2 separate regions of the Mus musculus genome follow, and region 2 is linked to region 1. Evidence: chromatin contacts called from public HiChIP or PLAC-seq data. All regions are on one chromosome and are shown on one strand. Each heading gives the region's core, a stretch centred on a gene start, on an enhancer-like site or on the middle of the called end of the contact. The rest is flanking DNA. Distances are from core to core; before and after follow the strand shown.

What was found. HiChIP or PLAC-seq counts read pairs in DNA pulled down with a chosen protein or histone mark.
Region 2: an H3K27ac HiChIP or PLAC-seq map of embryonic stem cells shows a contact between it and region 1, with 2.9 times the contacts expected there. The contact joins the promoter of Dlgap2 here to the promoter of 1700029H14Rik in region 1. A contact is called at or near these places in 11 of 39 promoter capture datasets (the 3T3-L1 cell line, the HPC-7 cell line, cranial neural crest and 6 more), 1 of 484 Hi-C or Micro-C datasets (the HPC-7 cell line) and 2 of 115 datasets of contacts at active chromatin or transcription factors (embryonic stem cells and pancreatic cancer cells).

Annotation. Positions count from the first base shown.
Region 1 is chr8:13,561,117-13,565,413 of GRCm38.p6, forward strand. It overlaps 1700029H14Rik (RIKEN cDNA 1700029H14 gene), which reads right to left and starts at 1,345. Exons shown (of 9, transcript NM_025601.3): 1 at 1,043-1,345. The coding sequence starts at 1,232.
Region 2 is chr8:14,093,190-14,097,347 of GRCm38.p6, forward strand. It overlaps Dlgap2 (DLG associated protein 2), which reads left to right and starts at 2,686. Exons shown (of 16, transcript NM_172910.3): 1 at 2,686-2,952.

The DNA.
Region 1 (4,297 bases), core at 95-2,594:
AGCTGGCTGGCCCTTTCCTGGGGGTTAACTTGCAGGCTAGTTGAGGGAAGTACAGGACAAACTTCCTCACCAGTTGATCCTCTTAGTCTTTCCATCCATTTCAAACCTCACCCCAATCTCCCATGCCTTCTCTCATAGAGATGCCGGCTGCTTAGCCACCTGCCTCCTTTCCAGAAAGGAGCCTGTCCCTTCTTGTACTTAGCACACCTGGCCTTGGTCTGTACCCTGTGTCCCTTTCTCAGGAGATCCCGTGCTTGTCTCTGCATTGTCTGAAGTGCTGTACTCAGAGTTGTTGACATCTGTGGATGTCCCAACAGTGAGAAGCAGAAGGCTGAGGCCTTCTGGCCAGGGCTGAGGGATGTTACACAGCTCTGCACTGTAATTCAGACCTTGGCAGTTCTCACATGCCCCAGGGAGAAAAAAGGGTAGGTTTCAGTTCAATCCCAGCCTCAGATAACAGTCTAGAGGGTCAAATAATGAAGGTGCCTGATAGGAGGTCTGCTGGTGACTTATTTTCAGAAGATTTAAAAATGGACGGGGAGGGTTGGAGAAACGGTGCTCAATGTAATTCCAAAGGTCTCAATTTTGATTTCCAAAACGCACATGGGACTCAAGTCTAATTCCAATGCCAGGGGATCCAAGGCCCTCTTTTGGTCTCTGCAGCACTGCATGTCCATAGTGTACATACACACGTGCAGGCAAAACACCCATATGTAAGATAAAAGGACTGGAAGCTCCCCACACTCCCAGAAACATGTACACATGTGACTGTGTTCCAGAAGACGCTAACTATTAGGAGACTCTTCCAGCCCTGATCTTTCTTATTAAGAAAAGCCCCAAGCAAAGAGCGGTCAAAAGAAAGGCAGGGTTTCCATTGCTTGGTGCAGTTCTGGAGTTGGAAACCAGCTACCTTCTCCTAATGGCAATGTGTCTTGCATGATACACCTACTGCCCATGTCCAGATGTCCACAAACTGTACTTTCTTAAGGCTGGGCCAGGTCTGCCTGCCCTCCCAGTCCTCCAGGAGGGAGCCACCCCTTACCTAGCTCCTTGCGTAGCAGCTTCCTGATGCAGACTGGTGGATCCCCCTTCTGGTGCAAGCCACCCACACTCCTGCTCCTCTGGAGTTCCGCCCCGTCACTGGCGGCCTTGAGGTATGCAGGGGTTATTCCTGAGGGCAGGGCGCCAGGCCCAGGCCGGTGCTTCCTGTGCGCGGCGGGGTCCTTCTCCATCCTGACCCAGAGGGAAGGAGGGCGTCACCAGCACAGCCTCAGACCAAAGGCATCTCTGCCAGCCTCTCCCTGCCTCTCTGCCAGCAAAGTGGTCCAGCGCGATCTCACTCACTGTTGCTATGACGCTGCTGTGACATCACAAGATAGAGCTGGATGGTTGTTGAGGGCTGTCCCAGAGGTCATGCTGGCTCTAGGTTTTTTGGTTTGGTTTTTTTTTTTTTTTTTTTTTTTTTTTTTGAGTTTGGCAGTTTGCTATCTGCCACTTTCCTGTACTTCGGTATTCTTTAACAGCGAGGGGCTTCTAGATGGCAGTGTCTCACAAATGTGTGCTCCTGAAGCCAGTGCTCTCTCCCATTTGAGAATCTTCCTGTTTCTATGGGCGTGAGGATGGCAGGAAGCAGAGTCAGGAAAATAAATGGCCCTGGGGCAGTGTGATCTGGTTTACATTCAGGCCCGTGGGTCAAAACTTACCACTGAGAGCAGGGCTTGGTGGGAGACATTTTGATGACTTACACAGACAGAGAAACCTGCCCACACAGGACCTCGACCTCAGTTGGGAACATGTCTCCCAGCTGAAGGCTAGAAATCAAGGAGGGGCAGGGATGTCTCCCCTGCAGCCTCTCCCAGGGTCTACAGATGTCATCTTCATGGACTATCCCCCCAATCTGTTTCTTCAGCTCCTCTATGACAGCAAACACAGTGGATTGGGGCTCCCCCCTGGTGCCAACATAGCATACAACTCTCCCCTGAGGGGATAGACATTTGCTTTACAGCTAAATACAAGTGACCACTGCCTCAGAGCACATTCAAACGAACACAAACTCAGTGTTCCAACCTACTAACCGTTGGACAAATTTTTTTCTTTTAAATTATGAGTATGTGTATGTCTGCGTGTGGATATGTGTTATGTGGATACGTGTTAGGGATTGGTCTGGTGCTGCTGTGTATTCAAATGCTAAATACTGGCTCCCAAGACCTGGTTGTGCCCAGTGAGCAGATCCTTATGTATACCAGTGATGCTATGAAAACCTTGCTCCCCAATTTAAAACCACTGGCTAAATAAAGGTGGCTATAGCCAGTTACTGGGGAGAATATGAAAGATGCGGTTTCAGACACTGGGCTGGGGGTTGCAGGTGGGGACCACGAGGAGGAGAAAGAGGGTGGATGAAGAGGGAACCGGAGACTCCCATTACATGTGATGGAGCAGGATCAGGTGCCCAAATGAAACGCACCCCCACCCCACCCCCAACCCCAGGTCAGACTTCTGGACCAGAAGTAACTGAGGTGGGATTCGAACAGCCAATTTTTGCTTTGGAGGAGAGCAGCTGAGAACAATACAGGCAGCCACGTGAAGTTAGAAAGGATTGCTGCATTAGATTAGCAGATAAAAATAAAAATAACTCCATGCAGAAAAAAGAAGGTATGTTATGTTGGGAGATTTTACATTTGTTCCATAGGAAAAGAAAAGCTATGGAGTCCTTCCAAATTGTTAAAGATCAATAAAGATCAGATACGACTGGAGAAGAGTCAAACCGCAAGTATTGGGGGAGTGCAGCTGGGAAATTAAGTATAATAATCTATAGAAATATAGATTAGGGGTAATTCCCCAATAATTGTACAAGACAGAATGAAATAATCCATAGGACTCTGCCTCGGTTATTGGGGGGGGGACTGGCTGTGTCATATTAATAACTATAGTTTCTTAAACTCGATTCTAGTTATGCGCGCATGTGAGTGCAGGTGCTGGCGTGGCCCAGAAGAGGGTGCTGGATCTCCCGGATGTGCAGACAGTCACGAGGCATCCGATTTGAGCGTGGGGAACTAAACTCTAATAGCAAGATGTGCTCTTAGCACTGAAGTATCTCCAGCCCATGAAGTTTTTATATTAGCAGGACAAAGGAAGTCAGGAACAAAAGCACTTTTCAAATACACTGTTGGACATTGTAAAAAGATGTCTACAGAAAGGCAGAGAATCTCGGCTCTGGGCTGCAGATGCTGTCCCAAGGCATTCGTAGCCCTTTGGTTGGGTGAAACTAGAGTTTTGTTAATACATTCCAAAAGGTTGCTCCAGTTAGCCACAGGCTGTGAGGTTGGCAAGGAATGGCTATTAAGGTGGCTAAAGAGAGCTCAAGAGGAATTGTAATCAGGCTCCAGACCTGCAACATTCTAACCCCTCCATAATCACTGATGTTTTTATTAGTTATAGCCTGGGAAGGCTCAGAGCAAGGTGTTGGTCCATCCAGGGCCCCCTGTTTATAGTTCTCTCTATTGGCCAAGTATCACATATCGTTTATTAAGTATTATGAATGTCCGGTGGCTACAGGGAAGACTTCCTAGGGCCTGATGTGGGGATGGCTTGAGCAGTTGGTAAAGCTGTTAAGGAAGAAACTCCTGGATCATATTATTAAAATCTACTAGCCATCATGACTAAGATCTGATGCTTTCTTTAAAAGAATCGTCTGTATTTGACATAATGGGACATCTAATAATAGCATATCTAAAATGAAAATAACCCAGAACATTATCTCAGAGTGAAGGTACCACTGAGGAAAATGGGCCCTTTAAACAAACAATTTCCTAGATTGACTCTATGTTTCTCCTACAGCTATTTATACTCTATGGACTCTTTTTTTTTTGTACTTGGAATATTTAGATTATTATCTCATAATTTTAGTTTTTCTTCCAGCCAGACTTACAGCGCTAATCTGCTGTGTGGCATGGTCAGCTCTAATTCTTAAGAAAAACTAGTCTCTCACCAGGTCCTCTGGGTATCTATTAGCTTTCAGTTTAGTGTTTTTATGGGCCTCTTGAACATATGAATGAGAGGGTCTGTGACTCTTTTCTCTTCGGGTTCTTTTCCTTCTGTGGTTTGCCTTATCCAACTTTGATGTGACGGTTTCTGTTTATTATATCTCATTTTGTAATGCTTGGCTTTTACCTCTTAGAAGCCTGTTCTTTTCTAATGAGAGACAGAAAGGGAATGGATCCGGAGGGGAGGGGAGAGGGGAGGGAACTGGAGGAGCAGAGGGAGGGGAAACCGAAATCAGGATACATTAAGAAAAATC
Region 2 (4,158 bases), core at 1,436-3,935, 530 kb after region 1:
ATTGGGAAAAAAAAATAAAAACATCTCTGTCTACAAGTGACTTGAAGAAAATCCTAATGTCTTGGTCAAAATCCCACACAAAATTATGCTGTGTTTTAAGACACTATTCCAAGGCCTTTAAATGTGTTATAGAACCTCCCAATTCATTATCTGTTAGTTCTCATTCAAGATGGTCTCACAGTTCTTCCTTGTAGCAGGAATGGCTGGGCACCTCTAGGTAAACATGGGGGATGAGGGCACACAGCCCTAAAAGTATCTCCTGCAGGAGGACCTAATTGAGGACTGCCTAAGAGACCAAGGATTGCTGGTTTAGACAATGCCAGCCAATCAGGAACTGCAGTTTAGAAGAGATGCTTTCTTGGGACCAATGGGGTGTGAGTGGAGGGTATTAAAGGAGCTTGCAGCAGTGTTCAGATGTGTTGCTGCTGCGCCATAGACTCTGCACAACCTCACCTCCAACCCCCATGGGTAGGGTCAGGCATCGAGCACTTCCTAATTTCATTAGTCATTTAGAAGAAAAGATAAGTCTTTCCTTGTCTCTGGGTCTTTGGGTCTGTTCTTCCCACTGCTGGAACGGTCTCTTACCTCATTCTTTTCTGTCCCAAATCCCAAGCTTCCTGGGAGCTTGGGCAGAAGTCAACTTCTGGATTTACCTCATTCAACTCAAACTCTACAATAGCTTTCTTTGATATTATTCAAGTTGCTCAGTAGGGGGAGTCGAGGGGGGAGAGAGGATGGAAGAAATTGTGGAGTGTATCTCAGACTATTCCACTAAGAATCTTCAATAGGATCGAGTCCTTGTTGCCTGAAAGATCGCCTTGGTGACACATCCTTCATTATCCCTTTTTTCCCTTTCCCACTCTTTATTCCTGTTTAGTTTCCAGAGATAATAAGTTTTTCAAATAACTCACTGGAATCCATGTCTCGGGACCCGCTGTGTGCCAAACCTAGAGGAAGACTGTATGTAATGACACCACACAGTATTCCCCTAGGGTCACAAATAATTCCCTGTCCTTTTCCTTTTCCAATAACACTGTATATTTCCTTCATAGGAGCAAGTGCCATTCATGCTCACATGTTACTCCTATAACGTCAAATGGCTTCATCCCAACACTGGATGCGTGCCCAGGGACAGTCTTTCTTTCTGTTTTGGTACAAGTCCACGACCCAAAAGAGCTCACAGCAAGCACCACTGTGCTCCTTTCGTTTGCCTGAGATGGAAGACCGGAAGATGGGGGCACCGTGGAGAGGAGGAGAAAAGTGGATATTAGAATCTTCAACTTGATGTGCAGTCTAGATTTTTTATTCGAGGTCTGGAAACCCACCTTCCTTCCTTCCTTCCTTCCTTCCTTCCTTCCTTCCTTCCTTCCTTCCTTCCTCTCTCTCTCTCTCTCTCTCTCTCTCTCTCTCTCTCTCTCTCTCTCTTTCGATAGTGGAATCCAAATGGAGTGTGCTACAAACACTAGAAAAAAGTCACATCAGATACCTTTGATCCATTTGTGTATCTTTCACACACCTTAGTATTTTGCTCTGAAAGTGCACTGCAGTTGATTGATCATAGGAAAAAACATCTTATGGAGGCTGTTTTTATGGAAAAGATCTTGGGATTTAGGGAAATACAGGGCTGTTCACCTGTCTCTCCTCTATTCGACACCCATTCACCTTTCTGTAAATAGTCACCTTATTGATTAAGTTTTGGTCACATTTAAACTTCTTGACAACGGAGACGAAAGCCCCCTATTATATTTACACGGAGCCTAGAGACCGGCCCAAGGTTAAGCAGGTGTAGTGAGTATCCCCAGAGCCCGGTGCCAAACTATGTCTTTAGTTGTCAGCACCTTTTACTCTAGGCCACAGAAACTTTTCTTGACTGTTCAGTGGATCTAAAAAGGGTATCCCCACGAATCTAATTAGGTTTCATCAAAATATGGCTAATTTTGCTGAATTTGCCAGACTGTTTTTTGTTGTGTTTCTGATTTCGCTGAGGAAAAAAAAAAAGATAGTTTTTTTTCTTTGCTTCCGAGTGCAGCAGCAAACAAGGGCCGACACCATCTCAGCCCTCTATCTGGACCAGGTTTATGACTAAAGATTGCTGTTCAAGGTGCTGGGGATTCCTGTGAGCCCAGAAGCAGCAGTTTACCAGAGCTGGGAGGTAACAGGTGGAAACAGTGGTCTTATTTCACAGCACCCAGAGCAGCACTGTGCTCTCTTAGTGGCCAGTGCTGAGAGCTCCTATCTTCCATCGCTCCCTCTCTATGACCTGGGAGCCCAATAGGCTTTCACCGTGCAGAGTTCAGGGTGCCGATGCGTCTGCAGATCCCACATCTCGGTTCACATTGAGCTGGCCCTTCCCAGGCGCATTGGCTTGCTTGTGGGTTCCCACGCTGACCTACAAACACACGGAGCACACGCGGTGTGGGACCTCTCCGCTCCCCCTCCGGGAACCATCACTGTCCTGGAGTGACCCAACGCTCTGCGCGCAACAGTTGGGATCCGCTGTGCGCGGGCTCCCGGGCCGTGAGCGCCATGCGACCTCTGGGCCAGGCTTGCCATTGGCAGCGGCACCGCGGCCTGAGCGCTCCCCCTAGGCGCGTGGCGCTGGGCCCTTCCTCAGATGGAGCCACGCACCGGCCGCCCCCCAGTGCGCCGGTGCCTCCCCGGGCGCCGAGTGCGCAGGCGCCGGCCGTGAGGACCGACCGTGCGCCGGGCTCGAACGGGGTCGGAGCGCGCGGCGGCGGTGGTGGCGCTGGCGGTGGCGGTGGTGGAGGCGATAAGCGGTAGCGGCAGCGGGGGACAGACAGACTGCGGATCGACGCACGGACCCAAGGATTCTCGAGCTTGGGAGCTGGCGGCAGTGCTGTGCGCACCGCCTGGCCTGAGGGGTGGCCACCTTGCCATGTCGCTCTGCACCCACTGAACTAGGAAAGCCCAAGGATGTCTGCTCTGAGGAAGGTGCGAGACGCGCGGGGCCGCGGGGACCGGGATGCGGGGACCTGGGCGCTAAGTGGCGAGTGCCGTCGGGGCAGGGAGGGGGCGGTGCTGCGAGCCGGACCGGCGAGGGCCCTGCCTGAGTGGCTGCGTTGGGGATAAGAGGCTCCCGGGGACCCGATCCGGGAGCGTGAGAATAACCCCAGGGACGGCTGGTGCTCCGGGGTCCGCCGCTGGGGTCCTTCCGGGCTGCAGCGCCCCGCGGCAGGATTGCTGGCACACGGGCTCCCTGGGTGCAGGAGCGAGGCGGAGGTGTGAAATTCCCCGCTCCGCGAGGCCGGGTAAGGGGGTGCAGCCCGGGGCCCCGGCCAGAGAGGGACTCTGGTGGGGCAGTGGGGTGCGACCTGGGTTTCCCCTCCCCCAAGCCCGGGTGGACACCCGGACCTAGACTGGGAATGAATGAAAGGTGCTTGGAGCTGGTGGTACGGGCACTGGGGTCGCGGAGGCGGGGAGGGGCCACTTGTGCCCTTTGCAACAGCCTTCGCGCCCGGCAGGGCCTGGGCCTCGGGCTTGGGAGGGGGTGGCCGCTGCTGGGCTCTCCAAGTGCGAGCCGGGAGCACGGGGGCTTTTTTAGGGGTGGTTGCTAAGCGAAGCGCTACCCAGCGCAGGGTTTTGTAACTAAGCCTCCCCCGGCAGCTGCTGTTGCTGTTCTCGGGCTCTTTCCCTAACGATCGCAGAAGAAATAATGAGGATGTAATTATTACAGCCCTGCGCGGCGAAGGGCTGGGGGGCGGCAGGCACCGGCTCCTCTGCTTGACGCTGGCCAGGTGGGGCCGGGCGGGGCAGGGGATTTCTCTCCCATCCTCCTGGAGCGGCTGGGTGGCGGGAGATGCTCGCTGGGACCCGAGGCAGGGGCCGGGGCTGTATACCGAGTTAGAAGAGATGGGGAAGGGCAGCAGGCAGTGCCTAGGCGGGCGTAGAGTGTCGCAGGTGAAAGGGAACCGGGAGCGCCGCGGCTGCTTAGCCGTTTCTCACCCGAAACTCAAAACACTTCGGGAATGTGGTGCCAGCCGCCCGCATGTCGCTTCCTTCTTTTCAAATGGATGTGGATTCCGGCCCGGGTCGAAATCCAAATGCGTGACTGACTGATCAGCCTTAGCCGGCTTGTATCGATGAAGAGTATAAAGTAACGGGCAGCGAATTCGCCCTCGCTCTTGATGAACTCTGCCA